Regions from separate parts of the Mus musculus genome. Here region 1 is linked to region 2. The links are chromatin contacts, called in public Hi-C maps. All regions are on one chromosome and are shown on one strand. The core of a region is the stretch at or near the end of the contact, and the rest is flanking DNA. Distances in the headings are between cores, read along the strand shown. Region 1 has its middle 3.4 kb from the start of Gm30938. Region 2 overlaps Ttc7 (tetratricopeptide repeat domain 7).

Region 1 (4,711 bases), core at 1,875-4,374, 160 kb after region 2:
AAGATCGCTAGACTGTACGGTACTGTAAGACCAGGAAGGCCCCCACCCTGCGTCCCCTAGGGTGGAAAGATGGGAGACAGTTGTCCCAACCCCCACACGCGTCCTCCCACACCCCACGCCCCACCCCCCACCCAGGCCCAGAGACTTCCTTTCTGAGGCCTCAGATGCTCTTCGAATTTGTTGACACAGAAACAGAATTTTCCTGGCTTTTTCCGATCTTATCTTTCATCCCCACTCAACTAGACCTAAAAGAGCAAATGTACACAAAATCCACAGTCGACCCAAGAAACCCTGCTGGGTACCTCCCTACCGCTGATGCAGCGTGACTAAGATAAGGCTAACCAAGTTCACCCACAGGGTTCTGTGCACTTCCTTCCTTCCTTCCTTCCTTCCTTCCTTCCTTCCTTCCTTCCTTCCTTCCTCCCTCCCTCCCTTCCTTCCTTCCACATCAACAGCCCCTCTCAGGTTCAGTTGGGTGATCATTCACTGACATTTTGGAATTAATTCCAATGCCTATGTGCCCTGTCTTCCGGAGGTGTTTCTTTTGGACAGAAGAGATCAAGAGAAGCAAGGGACTCATTTTTATGTCTCCAAGACATTACTACCATTCATTAAGCATCTACTGTGTGCCTTATCCTGAACCGGGTTCTTTGCACCATCTAAACAGTGAGCTCAGCTTAAACTGACTCCATGTCTGTAAAGTATTTAGCGCTGTATCTGGCACATAATGCTGAGTGTCATCTGGGTCTAACTATCTAAACCTGAGGCAGGAAGGCTGAGAGTTTGACACCACTCTGAGCAAAGTAGAAAGTCCCAAGCCAGTCTAAGCTACACAATGAAAGCCCCCAAAATCAAACACAAACAAGAAACTTGTTGCTCTTGCAAAGGACCTGGGTTCGGTTCCCAATACCCACATAATGGCTCACGACCATCATTATCCACGTTCTTGGGATCCCACAGGCATGCAAAGTGTACACCCCTTTATTCAAACAAAGCATTCACAGCACAAAGTAAATAAAGAGAAATTTTTAAAGAGGAAAAATATCTATGCTGATGAGACAGGTGTTACAATATCTCATTAAAAAAATTAAAAAGAAAAAATATACACTGGGCAGTGGTGGTGCATGTCTCTAACTCCAACACTCAGGAGGCAGAGGCAGGCAGATCTCTGAGTTCGAGGCCAGCCTGGTCTACAGAGTGAGTTCCAGGACAGCCAGGGCTACATAGAGAAACCCTGCAAAAACCAAACCAACCAAGCAAAACCACTAATTTGTTTAGAGTGTGTGTGCCTGTGTGTGCAGGTACATCTGTGTGCAGGTACACACACACACACACACACACACACACACACACACACACACTGATGCATATGCATATGGAAGCAGAGAATCATGTCCATTTGATTAGACCGGCTGCCCAGCAAGCCCTGGAATCCTTCTACTCCACCTCCCCAGCTCCGGGATTGTAGGTACACAGTACCATGCCTGACTACTCAGCTCCCCAGCTCCGGGATTGTAGGTGCACAGTACCATGCCTGACTACTCAGCTCCCCAGCTCCGGGATTGTAGGTGCACAGTACCATGCCTGACTACTCACCTCCCCAGCTCCGGGATTGTAGGTGCACAGTACCATGCCTGACTACTCACCTCCCCAGCTCCGGGATTGTAGGTGCACAGTACCTTGCCTGACTACTCAGCTCCCCAGCTCCGGGATTGTAGGTGCACAGTACCATGCCTGACTACTCACCTCCCCAGCTCCGGGATTGTAGGTGCACAGTACCATGCCTGACTACTCACCTCCCCAGCTCCGGGATTGTAGGTACACAGTACCATGCCTGACCTTTACATGGGAATTGGGAACTTTACCGTCTAACCCAGTGGTTCTCAAACTGGGTTGCAACCCCTTTAGGAGTTGCATATATCAGATGTCTACATTACAATTCATATTAGTTGAGGATGTATCCTGTCCAAGGCTATCCTGGCCTCCATAGCAAGACTTTAAAAACCATGTTTATTTTGAAAAACAATTCTTTAACACGAGCAGCCTTTCCGTCAGATTTCTCCCTCATTACCTCCCAGAGAAATGGAGGCTTTCTCCCAGCTGCTACTTACAGCATCTTATTGTCGGGGAAGTGACAGCCTGTGAAGAGAAGAACGTCCCCGGAGCCCGAGAACGTCAGAGGCAAGCTCCAGCATAAGCCTCTTTGATTTATTCCTGTTCCCAAGAGGGAGCTGGGAAAGAGATGACACTCGGTCTATTTTCTTCTAGAACACGACCCACGGCCGAGTGTCTGGTGAGTTACGACGGCGCTCGTCCACGCCCCACCCACCCCTTCCTCACCCATCCAGCCTGGCACTCTGTCATTTGATGCAGCCCCCATGCATTTCCTGGAAAAGGTGTTTGGCTTCCTCTGACAATGGTAGGAAACTTGGTTAGAAGTTAGTGTTAACGAGGTCACCTTGAATTAGCCAGACAAGACAATCTCAGAACAACTTCCTGACTCCGGGACTGTCTAACTCCTGATTGAGTCTGTAGGCCTACAAAGGCAAAAGCCGACTTATGACTGATGGCTCGGCTAGAAAAATAGCCCAGATTCTATTGCCTAAGCTAGGAGTGATAGTCTCTTTATCCACTCTGACAGGTACAAAGGACAGCAACACACCCAGACAACTCAGGGACTGCTTGCCCACTTCTAGACAGGAGAGGAGTCTAAATGGCATGAGGAAGTCACTCTGAGGCTCCTTCTAGGCTGTCTCCATTATCCACAATGATTAAATAGAGCTGGCCCTGCTCAGTTCTTAAATCACACAGGATACCTGGACTTTGTTGCGCTACCCCTGAGTAGCCATGCTACAAAAGCTTTTCTCTCCATGTGGAAGAATATTGGTCCACAAGGCTGGGTGTGGTTTTGTTCAGCTTTCTCATGCACCAATATTATTTTTTCTGTCGAATCTCATGCCTGGAGCTAACGAAATTCAAAACTGGGCTCCCAATGCGTTAAGGGCTGGCTCTGTGGTCTCCAGGATCAGAGTTTCCTGAGTGAGACGCTGGGGAAGCCTGCCCTGGAAGGGTTGAGCGGACCATATGCAGCTCTCTCCCTCCAGGCCTCTGATCGCATCAGACTGCCAGCTGCAGATGGGCTCAGGTGCTGGGCACAGAGCCCAGGCTGGAGCAAGGCTAAATGCAGCCTAAGGGATAGACAGGGCTTTCAGTAGAATCTGAATGCAAGCCGGGCGTGCTAATGCGCCTCTGTTATCCCACCCCTCAGGACATTGGAGCAAGAGGATAGAGAGTTCAAGGCCAGCCTGGACTACATAGAGACTTCTAGGCCAGTATGAGCTACAGAGGGAGACCCTGGCCTCAAGCCCAAAACAAACTAACAAATTCTGGGACTTTGTCTGCCAGTAGGGAGGGGAAGCTAGGTCTGTAGAGAGAGAGGAAGGGAATCTATCTAGGAAAACAATATACGGAAATCAGAAGGTTGGAGCTAAAAGTAAACTCAGAAAGCAAGCAAAAAAAAATCCCAGCCAATAGATATTTGCTCAAAGTATCAAGACAGGTCAGTCGAAAGGGGTGGATCCTGTCAACAAATGGCAAAGAAGTGTTTGACTATGTGCAACATGAACCTCAACCACTGCTCATCCTAAACAGAAGGATTCATTAGAATTGATCTGTAAATGTTGAAACTATGAAAACAACATAAGATAAAATATTAGCCTCCTTGAATTTGGGGGAAAACTCTTAGTGTAATGATGATACCATACTTAATGCCACTGAACTACACACTTAAAAATGTTTAAAATAGTCTGGGAGGTGGTGGTGCATGTCTTTAACTGTAGCACTTCAGAGGCAGAGGCAGGGGGGATCTCTGAGTTCGAGGCCAGGCTAGTCTACAGAGTGAGTTCCAGGACAGCCAGGTCTACATAGAGAGACTCTGTCTCAAAAACCCAAAACAACAACAACAAAATATTAAAATAGTGGAATTTATGATACCTATATTTTACATACACACACACACAGACACGCACATGTCTATTCCAGAATATCTTTTGTTCTGTTATTTGCCAAGAAAAAAAGCATGACTGTGGACACCCCCACCCCCTCAGCATATTAGACTTCACCCAAACTGTAAGTCTTTCAGGTACAGTGGTTCATGTTTGTAATTTCAGCATCAGGAGAAAAGGGCAGAAGGTTCTTTGCAACTCTGAAGCCAGTCTGGTATGTGTAGAAAGTTCTGTGCCAGTCAGGGACAGGCAGAGACCCCACCTCAATTTAAAAGAAAAGAAAAAAAGGGAAACCTTGGTTCATCAAAAGACTCAAAAGTGAAAGAGATGAGAAAACTTAGAAAACTGACAAAAAACTTAGAATATATAAAGAGTTCTTACAACTCAACAATAAGAAAAGTAACCCAATTTTGATCTAGTGGGACGGCTCAGAGGGTAAAGCATTTCCTATGTAAGCTTTACAATCCGAGCTGGATGCACGGAGCCCACGGGGTCTCACATGGAAAAGAGAACTACTCTAGGAGCTGTCCTTTGACCATTACGTTACCCCCACACTGTGGCATTGGTGGCACACACATGACATACACATGTGCACACACACCTGAGCACACACCCCGACAAGAATGAGTATGATAAACAAAACTAAAAATAAAAGAAAAATACCTCAGTTTTTAAAAATTGAGCCAAAGTTTTTGGCAAATATCTCC
Region 2 (4,722 bases), core at 1,646-4,145:
TCACTCCCTAAGAGCCCCAGGACCCCCTGTGTACCCTTGCTCTGTGGCTGGACCTGTGAACAGGTTCAGGCGGGGCCAGAGAGTCAGGGAGTGGGCTGCTGCCTGGGATGGGGTGGACTCCAGAGGTGGCTGAGGGGTGTAGGGTTGGAGCTGGGAGGTGCTGCTGTGTAGAAGAAGGTTCCTGTAGGAGTCTTGGGGGTGGAGCCTGAGTCCTGGGGGTGGAGTCTGAGTCCAGGGGTGGAGCCTCTGCTGAGAATGGGGTGGAGCTAAACCAAGGAGGGGCGCCTATTGGTCTCACAGAGCACTCACCTACCCCCCTGCCTTTGCTGCCCCCTGCTTAGTCGGGTCTTGTCCCTGTGCACAAGAGGTGGCATTCACTTGATCCCCACAGCTTCTCTCATATTCTGATCTTCCAGAAACCTCCGCCCCTTTCATGCTGGCCAAGTCTGGTGCCCGATTACTCATATGTCTGAGTGACATTCACTTTTTCCAGGGGCCTTGCCCTGTTGATTTAGCAGCTGATTCCCTCCAGATGGTCCTGTCTTTTGTGTTATGGTAATAGTGCTTCCTAACGGAGCTCAACTAGAAAGCCTGAGCAGAAAAAAACATCCCATGAACAGGATGGGGGCCAGAGAGCCTGCAGCTTCACTTCCCCTCGGAGCCACGAGAGGGCAGTCATGGATTCCAATTGGAGTCCGGCCCCAGGCGGTTCTTTGGTACCTGAGCCTCCGGGAGGGGGCACCTACTGAATGCTGGAGGAGGGCTTTGGTAGCCAACTGGACCTAGAGTCCTGCCTGTAGAGGAGCCCCAGGAAGAAACCTGGGCCTGCAGGGAGCAGCTCCAGGGGTTAGGCAGAGGACTGGGAGGAGGGTAAGGCTCACGACCTGAGCTGGGGAAGCTGGCAGCCCTGTCTCTGACCACAGCAGGCCTGAGAGCCCTCCCTCAGGCACCTGCCAAAAACAGGAACAGGAACAACTCTGCCCCAAAACCCATCACAGGCACGGGGACGGTTTCTTCTCTGGGTTGTTCCCCTTCTTTCTGCCTAGAGCTGGCAGAACCCATTTTCTGCTTAGGTCGAGGTGCGTTTGAGCCAGGTGGTCTGTGTATTTTATCATGCATTGCTTTAATCCCTAAGGCAACAGGTATTTCACACTGCACCCCAAACAAGAGAACAGGTGCTTTCCAAGGGGGTCGCCTCGCTGCTGCCCCTGCCTAGGTGGCTCCTTTAGCCCTGTAATCAATGAATCAGTCAATCAATAAATCAACCCCATTCTCCCAAGTTGCCCTAACTTGTCTGCCGGGAGTAAACTCTGAAGGCGAAGTGCACTTTAGGTTATCAGCGGTGGTCTTGCTTTTAGCGGCCACGTGCGTGTTTGTGTCTGCAGGCCTGGGGGAGGGGTACAAGTTGTTCTCACTGGGTTCAACCTGGAAGGCTCACTAGCAAAGCTTGTGTTGTCTCCCAGTTTTCTGTGTCTGCTTTGGGGGTGGGGGTGGGGGACAGGAGGACCTCTCTGAGGGCACGGCCTGTATCTGTTGTTTGTGCCCACTTCCCCAACGGCGTGAAGTGCTGCCTGACATCCTCTGTCTTTCATGCTCGGCTTGACTGTCAAGGTGGAAGTTTTGGTTTTGAGGCCGGTGATTTGGGTCTGTGGTGAAAATGAGCATCTGGATAATGGTTGAACGTCACCCGACCTTGTCCTCCAGTGGCCTCACTATTCTGGGTACTTGACCAGAGATCCCTCATGGACGTGCCAGCCCTCAAATGGAGACGTCTAACTAGAGTTGTATGTAGTATCCTCTCGACGACCAATTCTTACTAATATATCATTTTATTTCAAATCATACTCTCACCATTAAGCACCTACTGTGTGCAAAACACTTGTTTTTGACGAGTTCCCAGGAAATGAGGTGAACAGCAGGAGGCAGACTACTTATCTGTGGCCGTGGGTGCGATAGTCAGTCAGTCCGATAGTCAGTCAGTCCCTCAGCCTCTCTCGTTTGCTTCATGATGACTGCCAATGACAAACAGTGCAGCTGACCAGGTACTGAGCGTGCAGAAGGCACTTTGTAAATGGCATAGCGAACAAACGGAGTGCCAGGAGCCCTGGAGCACAGATGGCCAGTAGAGGGAAGTGTGAGAGTTTGTGAGAAGACCGCCGTTGTCTTTCTCCAGGGACTCAGAGCTGAAAGTGCTGGGTGTCTGTCGGCCATTGGCCTTGGGCACGTGATGCCCAGAAAGACAGGCATTGTCCAGGCTTAAGTTTTCTATTAGAAGGGGTTGGGGTGCGAGTATTTTATTTAGTTACGTATATTTGCTGGTGTCAGGAGGAATTGCAGGTCCCCTACACACTTGGCAAGTGCTCTACCATGGAGCTGCAGCCTCTCCCACAATAGTAATTTCTTTTTTGAGAGAGAGAGAGAGAAAGAGAGAGAGAGAGAGAGAGAGAGAGAGAGAGAGAGAGAGGATTTCTGTAGCCCTGGCTGTCCTGGAATTCACTCTGTAGACCAGGCTGGCCTTGAACTCACGGATCTGCTTGTCCCTACCTCCCGAGTGCTGGGATTAGAGGTGTGAGCCACTATCACAAGCTCACACTAGTCATTTCTTCAGAGCATTATGGGTATCAGGAGTTCTGCTTGAACTGGGGTAATGAAGCCTTATGAGAAATTTTGAAGGCTGAAAACTGTCAAGGGCTTTGGAAAATGTGCTGCACTGCTGGCTGTGGGGGTAGGGGGACTGCTGTCCTACTACGTCCCACCTTCCTCCTGGAGTCCTATGCTAGCTGAGCTGCTAACACCCCCACCACCCGCCTCTTGGCCAGTTGGACCTGACCTTAGTTGCAATAACCGGCTTCCTGGCTTCTCCTCATGCAGCCCGTTTCTGGGCCAGGGTTTGTTTGAGGCTCTGTTTGGATACTGTTAAAAGTGGGCAGCTTGGCTCACAAAGGTCATCAGGAGAGACCAGAACAAAGAGATCTTTCAAGCTGGCTTCTCACTGGGCAGCCAGAAAGGGCCAGGGAAAACCCCAGCTCCACCCGGCACAGACAGCTGCAGGTTGGGCTAGGTTTGCTCAGGCTGTGGCTGTCTGAGCCGTTTGAGAATGCCCCCACCTAGACATTTCTTAGAGGGGCAAGCTGAGGCAAGGGGTATTCTTAGCACGGGAGAGCCAGGCAACCCAGGCAAGGATTCCAAATCTCCTGTGTGGCCCTGGCCACTGGAACCTCTTGTATGGATTGTTTCTTTAAAAGCGGTCGATATAAATTAGGATTTACTCAAAACATGCCTGAGGGCGATGATTTACTTAGCAAAAGAGTTCTCAGGAGCCTGTTCAGATGTCAAAATCTCTTACAGATCTGAAAATTATTTAAAAAGCTAGCAGACCTTTGGGATGTAGGGTTGTGTTTGAATGCAGCATTTCGTCCCCGTGTGTCCTGGGAGTGGTCAGTGCTTAGATGTCAGCCCCATGTGTCCTGGGAGTGGTCAGTGCCTAGATGTCAGCCCCGTGTGTCCTGGGAGTGGTCAGTGCCTAGATGTCAGCACCCCTTCCCCAGCGTCCGTCCGGGAGTGGCCTGTCTGCTGGTCCTGGCATGTGAAGCCTCTTTGGCAGTGACAGAGAGGACAGTCCCTCCTGTGGCTGGGGAAGAAGAGACATTAGGCACTGTTGGCTCCTGCCTCCTGGTAGCAGCCCGAGCCAGGCTGCCAAGGAAGAGGCTGCCAGGCCTCCCGTAGAGTGGAAAATCACCCACAGCCCCAGGAGTGGCCTGCCTCTTCAGAGCCACGGAGTTCTAGGCAGCCCCAGGGACCAGCCTGCCTCAGCCTGTGGACGCAGCGTCCACCCTCCTCCCTAACCCTCTCCCCACCTCATGTCCTTTTTTTCTTTCTCCTATAATCCACTGCATTCAGTTTGTATTTAATATATGCCCCTGGGTGTGGGACCATCCACTGGCATCCACTGGTCAAACCAGTAGCCACACCCTTAAAGAAAACCAACTCTCCCTTCTCCAGAAGAGAAGTTATCACCTGTCAATAACTCCTCAGTTAGGGATGGGGGTTCATGGGCATCTCCTCCATCCGTGCTAGAGTGTGGTCGGGCTTCATTTTGTTCATGCAACCACAGATGCTGTGAGATCACGAGTTACAGAAGTCCTGTCAATCTAGAAAATACTGCTTCGGTCTGGTCCTCTCTGGCCTCTGGCTCTTATGAATCTTTCTGTCTCCTCTTTGATAATGACTCTTGAGTTTTGATGAGGGGTGGGGGCATAGAACTTGCATTTCTTTTCTACATTTCTTTAGATTTATTTGTTTTTTACATGTATGAGTATTTTACTTGCATGTATGTATGACATATGTTTACCTATGGAGGTCAGAAGAGGGGGTCAGCCAGGCATGGTGGTACACGCCTTTAATCCCAGCACTTGGGAGGCAGAGGCAGGCGGATTTCTGAGTTCGAGGCCAGCCTGATCTACAGAGTGAGGTCCAGGATAGTCAGGACTACACAGAGAAACCCTGTCTCGAAGAAAAACAAACAAACAAACAAAAAACCAAAAAAAAAAAAAAAAAAAAAAAAAAGAAAGAAAGAAAGAAAGAAAGAAAGAAAGAAAGAAAGAAAGAAAGAAAAGGGGGTCAGGTTGTGAGCCACCTGTGGGTGCTGGAAACTGAACCTGGGTTCTGTGTAAGAACAGTAGGTGTTCTTAACCATTGAGCCATCTTCCCAGCCCCTGGGTT

The links. Hi-C and Micro-C count contacts between places; a contact is called where the count stands out from the background.
Region 1: a Hi-C map of liver shows a contact between it and region 2, with 2.3 times the contacts expected there. The contact joins two enhancer-like sites. A contact is called at or near these places in 2 of 39 promoter capture datasets (the SN4741 cell line and stem cell-derived epiblast-like cells), 3 of 15 datasets of contacts at CTCF or cohesin (the NIH/3T3 cell line, large pre-B cells and pro-B cells), 15 of 484 Hi-C or Micro-C datasets (the HL-1 cell line, the HPC-7 cell line, the N1E-115 cell line and 10 more), 15 of 115 datasets of contacts at active chromatin or transcription factors (the HPC-7 cell line, SST interneurons, astrocytes and 10 more) and 4 of 9 other capture datasets (adipose tissue, embryonic stem cells, liver and 1 more).

The regions. Positions count from the first base shown.
Region 1 is chr17:87,475,622-87,480,332 of GRCm38.p6, forward strand. No RefSeq gene overlaps it. Among named protein-coding and RNA genes, the nearest start is that of Gm30938, 3.4 kb to the left of the region's middle. Within about 2 kb of position 3,125, at least 32 of the 459 cell types and tissues checked have an H3K27ac peak or open chromatin away from gene starts, as enhancers often do. A contact at or near this core is called in liver, where this site is marked.
Region 2 is chr17:87,314,491-87,319,212 of GRCm38.p6, forward strand. The region is part of intron 5 of Ttc7 (tetratricopeptide repeat domain 7); the gene reads left to right. Among named protein-coding and RNA genes, the nearest start is that of Gm52284, 9.8 kb to the left of the region's middle. Within about 2 kb of position 2,896, at least 72 of the 459 cell types and tissues checked have an H3K27ac peak or open chromatin away from gene starts, as enhancers often do. A contact at or near this core is called in liver, where this site is marked.